Regions from separate parts of the Culex pipiens genome. Here region 2 is linked to region 1. A link is a contact called in public Hi-C data. All regions are on one chromosome and are shown on one strand. Each heading gives the region's core, a stretch centred on a gene start, on an enhancer-like site or on the middle of the called end of the contact. The rest is flanking DNA. Distances are from core to core; before and after follow the strand shown. Region 1 holds the start of LOC120414176 (zinc carboxypeptidase-like). Region 2 holds the start of LOC120414164 (dihydropyrimidine dehydrogenase [NADP(+)]).

The links. A called contact is a pair of places that touch in the nucleus more often than the background predicts.
Region 2: a contact with region 1 is called in a Hi-C map of whole body, with 4 times the contacts expected there. The contact joins the promoter of LOC120414164 here to the promoter of LOC120414176 in region 1. A contact is called at or near these places in 2 of 3 Hi-C or Micro-C datasets (embryo and whole body).

What each region holds. Positions count from the first base shown.
Region 1 is chr1:36,699,118-36,703,280 of TS_CPP_V2, reverse strand. It overlaps LOC120414176 (zinc carboxypeptidase-like), which reads left to right and starts at 2,267. Exons shown (of 2, transcript XM_039575249.2): 1 at 2,267-2,665; 2 at 2,727-3,783. The coding sequence starts at 2,339. The coding sequence ends at 3,743. LOC120414177 (zinc carboxypeptidase-like) reads left to right here and starts at 4,012. Exons shown (of 2, transcript XM_039575250.2): 1 at 4,012-4,163. It also overlaps the pseudogene LOC120414184.
Region 2 is chr1:36,931,126-36,935,288 of TS_CPP_V2, reverse strand. It overlaps LOC120414164 (dihydropyrimidine dehydrogenase [NADP(+)]), which reads right to left and starts at 2,177. Exons shown (of 6, transcript XM_039575216.2): 1 at 2,039-2,177; 2 at 402-600. The coding sequence starts at 449.

The sequences.
Region 1 (4,163 bases), core at 1,018-3,517:
TTTAATTCCTTAATACATTAAATGCGCAAATTAAATATATTAAGGCCAGTTTCGCGCCCCTCGGGCTTGTATCTGTGTCAAACGCGTTCTGACCGGAAATCCCTTTGGACAATTGTCGCACTTACATCGATTTTCAAGCTGTGTCAAGATAGTCCGACAAGATTGAAATTTCTTTCGCTTCGCTACGCTAGGAGACGGTGATTTTAGCGGATTGCAGACTGGATTTCGCCATGTGATGTGACGATTGTCTAAGTCCAAGTTGCCTAGGAATCGATAATTGGGAATAGAACCAACTCCACCTGAACCAGACTCTCACCACCATGACAGCCGTCCATTGCCGGCCGAAACCATCTCCATCGCGCACCAGGGACAAGGATAGGAAATTTGGAAGACGGTGCTCCACTTAAGGGGACAGACAAGATTGAAATTTCTTTCGTATGTAAAGTGACAAAAATGCACGGACTTCTTTCGGTTTTTAATGAATATCTCAAAAATGAAATCTATGAAGGTCATAAAGTTAGGCATTGTGACCTGCACAAAATTGCGTTCCAAACTCAATTGGGTTCAGAATGCACGTACGACAAGTTAGCACGACAGCGACGATATAACGACGAGCCAGTCTAATATGCACAGCATATTTGCTTACATTTGCAGAAACACAATAGGGGAAACATACCCTTTCTAATCAAACACCTATCTTCGTCATACGGAGAGTTTGATGCTCGATAAAAGCTCCAAAAATACTATTTAGGCTATAAACTTACCAGCAACAGCACCGCCTCGAGTAAGCACGCAAATGTCGCTTACTGGCCAAATAGATTAAATTTAATACACTTTTTTCTCCTCACGCAAGATGAGGAGTAACTGCTTAACAAAAATCGCCATCAACATTTTTTACTTGCGGTATCGTTTTCAAAGCAAAGCTATGACATTGCTTCCACCTACCGGCAACATGTGCTTTTGAACATTAGTTAGTCACTGACTTGAAAAATAATCCCAAAACATGTAAATAATTAGCAAGCACCATCAAAAAACCAACCGCGCCAAGTCCTTTGACGTTTGACTTTTGACGACCCATTCCAATCGAAGGCTGAAGAAAACCAAGCGAGAAGCGAAGGCAAACAACACCACCAGCAGCGCCTGTTGGTGTGAGCCAGTGATGCCAGGAAACTTTCTCTATAAATGCTACTTTTCGTGAGTGTTCGCTTAAAATTTTATCACAATTGGCAGCACTAAGCCGACTCAAAAGAGCACTGGAAGAAAAGTGAACTGAGCTGAAAATAGAAAAATGTCGTAGTAACAGTTCAACAGGGCGAATCTGCGTTTGTAAACAAGCAGTCTATCCCTTTTGCTCAAGTGACAGTTCACGTCAAGTAAGAGGGGACAGACTGCTTGTTTACAAACGCAGATTCTGTTACTACGGAATGGGCGTGGCCCGATGCATTCTCGTCTGATTAGAATACAATTGGGAAATATTTTTTTTAATTGCTTGTAGAAGGAATAGAATAACTTTTAGTAGAAGTGAAAATAAACTGAAATGTTCACAAAAAGTTGCATCACTCGTTGGTGTACTTGGTTTTAGTAAATTTCAAGAAACACTCCAGATTATCCAGCATCATTTAAACATGACCGCTTATCAGGCTTAAAATGGGTGTATTTATTAAATGGGTGTAATTAGGTACTTTATTTTTGTTATTTTAAGCATTAATGTTAATGAACTCCTAACAAATCTCAAGGAATCGATAAAAATATTCCCAAACGTCGACTCTTTGGTCCAGACACCTTCATACAGCATTTTAAGGTTTCATACGTTTTTTCTTCAAAGTTTGTATGAAGAATTTGTGTGGTCTGCTCCTTGACGAACTGCCCAAATTCTCCATACGAACTTGGTAGAAAAAAAACCATTCGGGCCTATCTAAATATTTTTCAAAAAATCAAGTTGTATTTGTTTTTGGGGATTCCAAAGTTCATGCTTCCGCTCGAGTTTAGCCTGTGAAGATATTTTTTAAATTTTCGAGTTTAGTCTGTGAAGATATTTTTTTAAATTTTCGTAGGTCATTGCATTCTTGCATTTAAAAAAATCAAATAAAATTCAATACTGTCCACAACATTCGATTCTTGCAGCTAGTTCTGCTGTATCATCTGGTTTTGGCAGATAAACCCGAGCTCTTACGTTTACTCACACTACCTCGTGCTACGTGAGTGAACACTCTTTGAAATGAACAACGGTTCATGAACCTCTTCCTCTGCTTGCTGATAATGCACTTCAGATCATTCGTTGCTGTGCCTACCGGCAAGTCGGTAGTATTCTTACTTGCGGTATCACTATCCGAAAGCGATGCGATTACTCAATCACCCGGTGCAACTCGCGCCGCTGATCCTGGCAGTGTTCTTCGGAATCAACGCGTGTATCGCCTGCGATGGTCCCGCCTCGGCCGCGGCGAGCAACAAGGCCCGCTACGACCAGTTCCGCATTTACCGGGTGTTCCTGGAGACGGACGAACAGGTCGGTATCATGCAGCAGCTGGAGAACCGCAGCGACAGCTACCAGTTCATGGGTCATGCCCGGCAGCCGAACCAGAACCTGTCGATTATGGTTGCGCCGCAGAAGATCGCCGAGATCAGCGATCTGATGGACCGGTTTCAGATTCAGGGGCAGGTGTTGGTAGGTTGATTTGGTGGATTGGTTTGGTGGGGATCTGCTGAGGTTTTGGTTTATGTTTTAGTTGTACAACATCCAAGAGCTGATCGATGCGCAGGAGTTGACGGTTATGCCAAAGGGAACTGCTCCGGAACAGTTTGATTGGACGCATTACTTCCACCTGGATACGATCCACAAGTGGCTTGATCTGCAAGCTTCAAAGTATCCGGAACTCTTAACGGTCATCCCGCTGCAGGCGAGTTACGAACGCAATCTCATCAAAGGAGTAAAGCTGTCTGCAAAACCCGGCAATACAGCTGTCTTTGTCGAATGCGGAATCCACGCCCGCGAGTGGATCTCCCCGGCGGTTTGCACGTACATCCTGAACCAGCTGCTCACGTCTCAAGCCCCCGAAGTCCGCGACCTGGCCACAAACTTTGACTGGTTCTTCTTCCCGGTGGTCAATCCGGACGGGTACAAGTACACCTTCGACGCGGATCGCTTCTGGCGCAAAAACCGCCGTCCGTACGGCTTGTGCCGGGGAGTCGACCTGAACCGGAACTTTGAGAGCAACTGGAACGGCATCGGAGCGAGTTCGGACCCGTGTGCGTACGACTTTGCCGGAGGATCCGCCGCCAGCGAGCCGGAAACCCAGGTCATCCAGAACTTTGTCAAGCAAAACGCCCAATCGGCGCGCATCCGGACGTACTTCTCGATGCACTCGTACTCCCAGCTGATCATGTTCCCGTACGGTTACACCACGGACCGGGTAGACAACTACGCCGACCTGGTAGCGATTGGCGAACGTGGCTCGGAAGCGATTCGTAACACCCACGGCAAGCAGTACCTGGCGGGGGCGATGATCGAAACCATCTATCCGTCGTCGGGGGACAGCGTGGACTGGGCGTACGCCGAGTGTGGCGTTCCGGTGGCGTACACCTTTGAGCTGCGAGGTCCGCCGGAGAGTACCAATATGTTTATCTTGCCGGCGGAGGAGATCGTTCCGACGGGGGAGGAATCGCTGGCCGCGTACGTGGCGATGCTGGGCGAAGCGAGGAAGTTGGGGTATTACGATGGCGTGGCGGAGAAGGGAGAGTTGTAGAGTTGAGATTCGTAGATTGAATAAAAGACTGGAATTGTTACATCGTTTGTTTGATTATTAAAAATGTCGAATCCGACAGATATCGGCTTCGACTTCACCATCATCTTGCATACAAAGTTGTAGGAATTTAGGCAACCACTCATAACTGCGGCTTTTTAGGATTTGTCGACTCTGACTCCTCGATCCACTGCAACCAACTCTCCGTAGTTACATAAATCGTAACCACAATGAGAAAGTCATGTTCAAGCTTTCAATTCTTGACGTTCAACACCATTCATCACGACGACAGAGTCGTTTATTTTCGTCCCACTTATCTTTGGGCAGACTTTTCTTATTAGACAGTAAACAGTCCCTGAGGATCAGTGACTACCTCGCCGTTTACGACCAGTTAAGCCAGAGGTAGACAATACCGCTATTATA
Region 2 (4,163 bases), core at 928-3,427, 230 kb before region 1:
AGTAAAGAGTAAAGAGTAAAGAGTAAAGAGTAAAGAGTAAAGAGTAAAGAATAAAGAGTAAAGAGCAAAGAGTAAAGAGCAAAGAGTAAAGAGTAAAGAGTAAAGAGTAAAGAGTAAAGAGGGGTAAAGAGTAAAGAGTAAAGAGGGGTAAAGAGTAAAGAATAAAGAGTAAAGAGTAAAGAGTAAAGAGGGGTAAAGAGTAAAGAGTAAAGAGTAAAGAGTAAAGAGTAAAGAGTAAAGAGTAAAGAGTAAAGAGTAAAGAGTAAAGAGTAAAGAGTAAAGAGTAAAGAGTAAAGAGTAAAGAGTAAAGAGTAAAGAGTAAAGAGTAAAGAGTAAAGAGTAAAGAGTAAAGAGTAAAGAGTAAAGAGTAAAGAGAAAGATTAGAGTATCTCAATAGTTACCTCAATATCCGGCAGATCCTTGCTGGTCAAAACACTAGCACAACTCATGCTGAAATGTTTTGTCTATTCAAATGGGATGTTTACAAAATATTCGCTCGAACTGTGCGCCTCTTACTGTTCGTCCATAAAATGTGCGGCGTGGGTGTTGTCCGCGACCGCAATCAAAATATCGCCTGATAAATTGAAAAATGATATGCACCTGTAAATAAAACAAGAACAAAATAAATATCACCACCAGGGGGAGAGCGGGAGGTTCATTCACTTGGCAACAGCCCCCAGCGACCGAGGGAGGCATCGTTTTGATAAGAAGCTCGCGATTCGTTCGTAATGCTAATTTTTATGTCACTCCATCGTTTTTTTTGCGCATTTTCAGGTGTTTCCACCTGAATAGATGTTCATAAAGTTCGATAACACGCGCGAACAAAAAATAATAAAAAAAATCTATTCGAAGGGGAGGACCAATTTGGCAGTTAGACGACAAAGATTGAAGTCATTGAATTTGAGCGTTATATATTTCACCTTGGGAAACCAGTTCGATGGAGAGACCGGCATCGCGACGGTGTGGCGAATGCTTAGGTTGTCAGAGATAAGTAGAGAAGCTCAAAAGTGAGTGTGTTTAAAATTATCACAGTTTGAAACATTCAGATAAGGACTGAATGAAGAAACAGTTTTGAAGAATCAATCAGAACCCTCTACCGTTTAGTCCCCAATAAGGACTTAAAAGTGGCAGATAAACAGCATCTCTAATGTTTCACTTGTCTGTGCTTTGCCTTCTAAACTCGTACGACCCAGCGTACGACACACATGTGGCGCCGGAGTCGTGCCTCCAATTTTCAACGTTTCATCGTCGTCATCGTCAAAACACAGCACAGCCACACATCACAACCACTGCTGGTGGGCGTGTGTATTAGCTCGTACAAGGAAGCTTTTTCAAAACTTGAAAAAAGGTGCAGCTAGATATCCAAAACACGAACAGAACGTACGATTCATTCTTTTTCGGCGGGTGGGGTTGAGCAAAATCGAATTTCATTATTGAACGTCAACGTGATGAGTTGGATGGGAACACGTTTCTTTCTTAAGGGGTGGGTAAGCTCTTGTATCACACCAGAGATTACTCGAATTTAAACTTTTTTCCAAATCTTGTTTTGGATAGAAACACACAGACTCTTCCTTACGCGTGAACGCATTACGGGGTACGCACGTGCGTAATTGATTTATTCAAATCTCTTGTGGCGGGGCGTTGCGTAACTTCCAGAACAGATAAATCTACAGTGCTTGCGTGTGCTGTCGTCGCAAATAAATCAAAAGTAATTTATCCTTCCACCGTCTGGTTTCAGCCCCTCGACGACAATTTCGAGAGATTTGCGTTCCATCAAGTTGAGTTATTCCAGGCCTTGTTTGTTTCTCTTTTGCGTTTTAATGAGATTGTCACCGAATAGGAGCAGAACAGCAGAACACGATGTTCTGCGTTGAGGAATTATGTCCTGGAGATTAACCGCGACTAATCACAGTAATTTAGCGGAGGCGCAATTAGCTAGCAAACGCAGAACTAACAACAAAACACACTTCAAAGGCACTCTCTTCAAACAGATAACGATCACAGCAGAGTCGCAGCGTGAAGCTGCGGCTGTACAAACCTTCCGAGTAAGTGAACGGTCACCGATAGACTGAAGTTGGCGTGTCCAATCTCCAGGTCCACCACTTTGCCCAGCAGCAGCATCTAATAGCTTAGCGTCAAAGCTGCTTAGTCGGTTTGTGTGTGGTACAGTATTGTATTGGTAGCGCAATCATATCTCTGGAACGTCGACACATCGAAGACGTGAACTTGGACTATAATGCTCCTACACAGCTGTACACAGAATGGCATTGCGCTGTTATCAGAGTCCTAGGGGAGGTCGTGGTTGCGTAATCGTTTGACTATTCACCATGTTTATTTTTATGTTTTTTTTATTGTCTTTTGCATGAAAATGTTGCCACTTATTTCTTATTTCTAAAAAACAATAATAAATAAATTCGCTACCGAAGCCGCTCTACAAGCCTGTATATAATGAATCACTTATTAATCCATATTGCTTTGTCATTTTTTGACGATCTGAAATTAATACTTTTTGTATAAGATTTGAATTTTGGGGACTTCCCTTTCAAAAGGACAGTGAATGATTTAAAATTCTGCCCTCGAATAAAGTTTTATCAGATAATTTTGGTTTCTTCAGATAAGTTTCACGTTATGAAAATGACTGCCTAAAATATATAGTAAAAAAGTAAATCTTTCCCAGTTCCTGAGGGGAACACCCTTGAAGAGTATCGGGGCCGGCATTTACAAAGCGGATTCAGTGGCAGTTTCATTCTCAACTTACTGTTAACATGTTAAGGTTAATGTTAACATTCCATTGTGACGATACACTACCTTCCCTTTACTAAGCAATCGATTCCAGAAGGGAAAAGATCACCAGTTGTGTGGTCCGAGCCGGGATTTGAACCCCGATCTACCGCTTACGAGGCGGAAGCGTTACCACTGGGCTACGTGGCTCGGTCTGCCTAAAATATAACCTCTTACAAAAATCTTAGTTGTACGATTCTTCATGAAATTATAATTTATGAATTTTGGTATTTGATGAACCGAGCCGGTTTTGAGTTACAGCCATTTTAAGGTTTATTTGAGATGGCTTCGAATAGCCTTAAATAGATTGAACATGAAAATTAGTTTTTCTAACTTTTACTCATCGAGCCCAATCTGAGTGCATAATTGGCAAAGGGAGCGCGCGGTCGTTAAAAAAAAAATTCGGAGTGAAAAGTGATTTTTTTTTGTGTGTGCCTTTTGTTTCGCATTTTTGTCGTGAATTGTGATATAGTTTTCGATGAAAACGATTCGAGTTCGTTAGGTTTATCGCGTAACAAAATTATTTTGATTCATCAAGAACGTCGTGTGGTGCGCTAGTCTTTTTTGTGTTGAAAAGACCTTCCCATAGCTCCGTAGCTCGGAGGGCTCGACGTCGGTTGTTTGTGTGTTAAGCCCTCTCCATAGCATCGTAGCTCGAGAGGCAACGAAAATCAATACCTTATCTAGCTAACAGAAAGAAGATCGGAAGGCACTTGATGATTGAGTTCGTCGCGTCTATTCCGTAACAAATTCATGAACTAAATGATTATATAATTAAAAATCAGACTACGCTATCATTGCAGCATTGCATTTAACACCTCATACTATAAATAAATATTATTTGGTTTTATCTTTCCACAGCCGGCTGTCTAAGATTAAACCATTTCATTAAAAATTTAACAACAGTTAAACGGGAAATGTCGCATCCGCAGCAACCGATTGTTTGCCTTGAGAATAAAATATAATACCTTTCAACAAACATTATGATTTTGGGTCGCATCATCATCTTCTATGATGAATCCTGACCAAACACCCTATCCTACTAACCAATTTTCAGGTTCCTGGCGCATGTGGGGTGTAAGCACAGAGTAAATCAGCTGCCCTAGTAGCAATCTGCGCTAACTAACATTCCCGTCCCTTAATCGAGATCTACAAACTGACATGGCGGGCGCCGTTGGTGGCCAATGACTGTTACCTATTCGCAACTGATCTTGGTCTGGAAATCATGGTGTTTTATCTTTTCAGCGCATTCATACATGCTGTTGATAAGGGAAATACCACTTGATAGTCGAAGCCTATGATCAGTAGTGCTGAAAGGATATTACGGTTCTGTTCAGCAACGGAGAAGGACAACCATGGGTGGTCTCTCATGCTCATGCTCA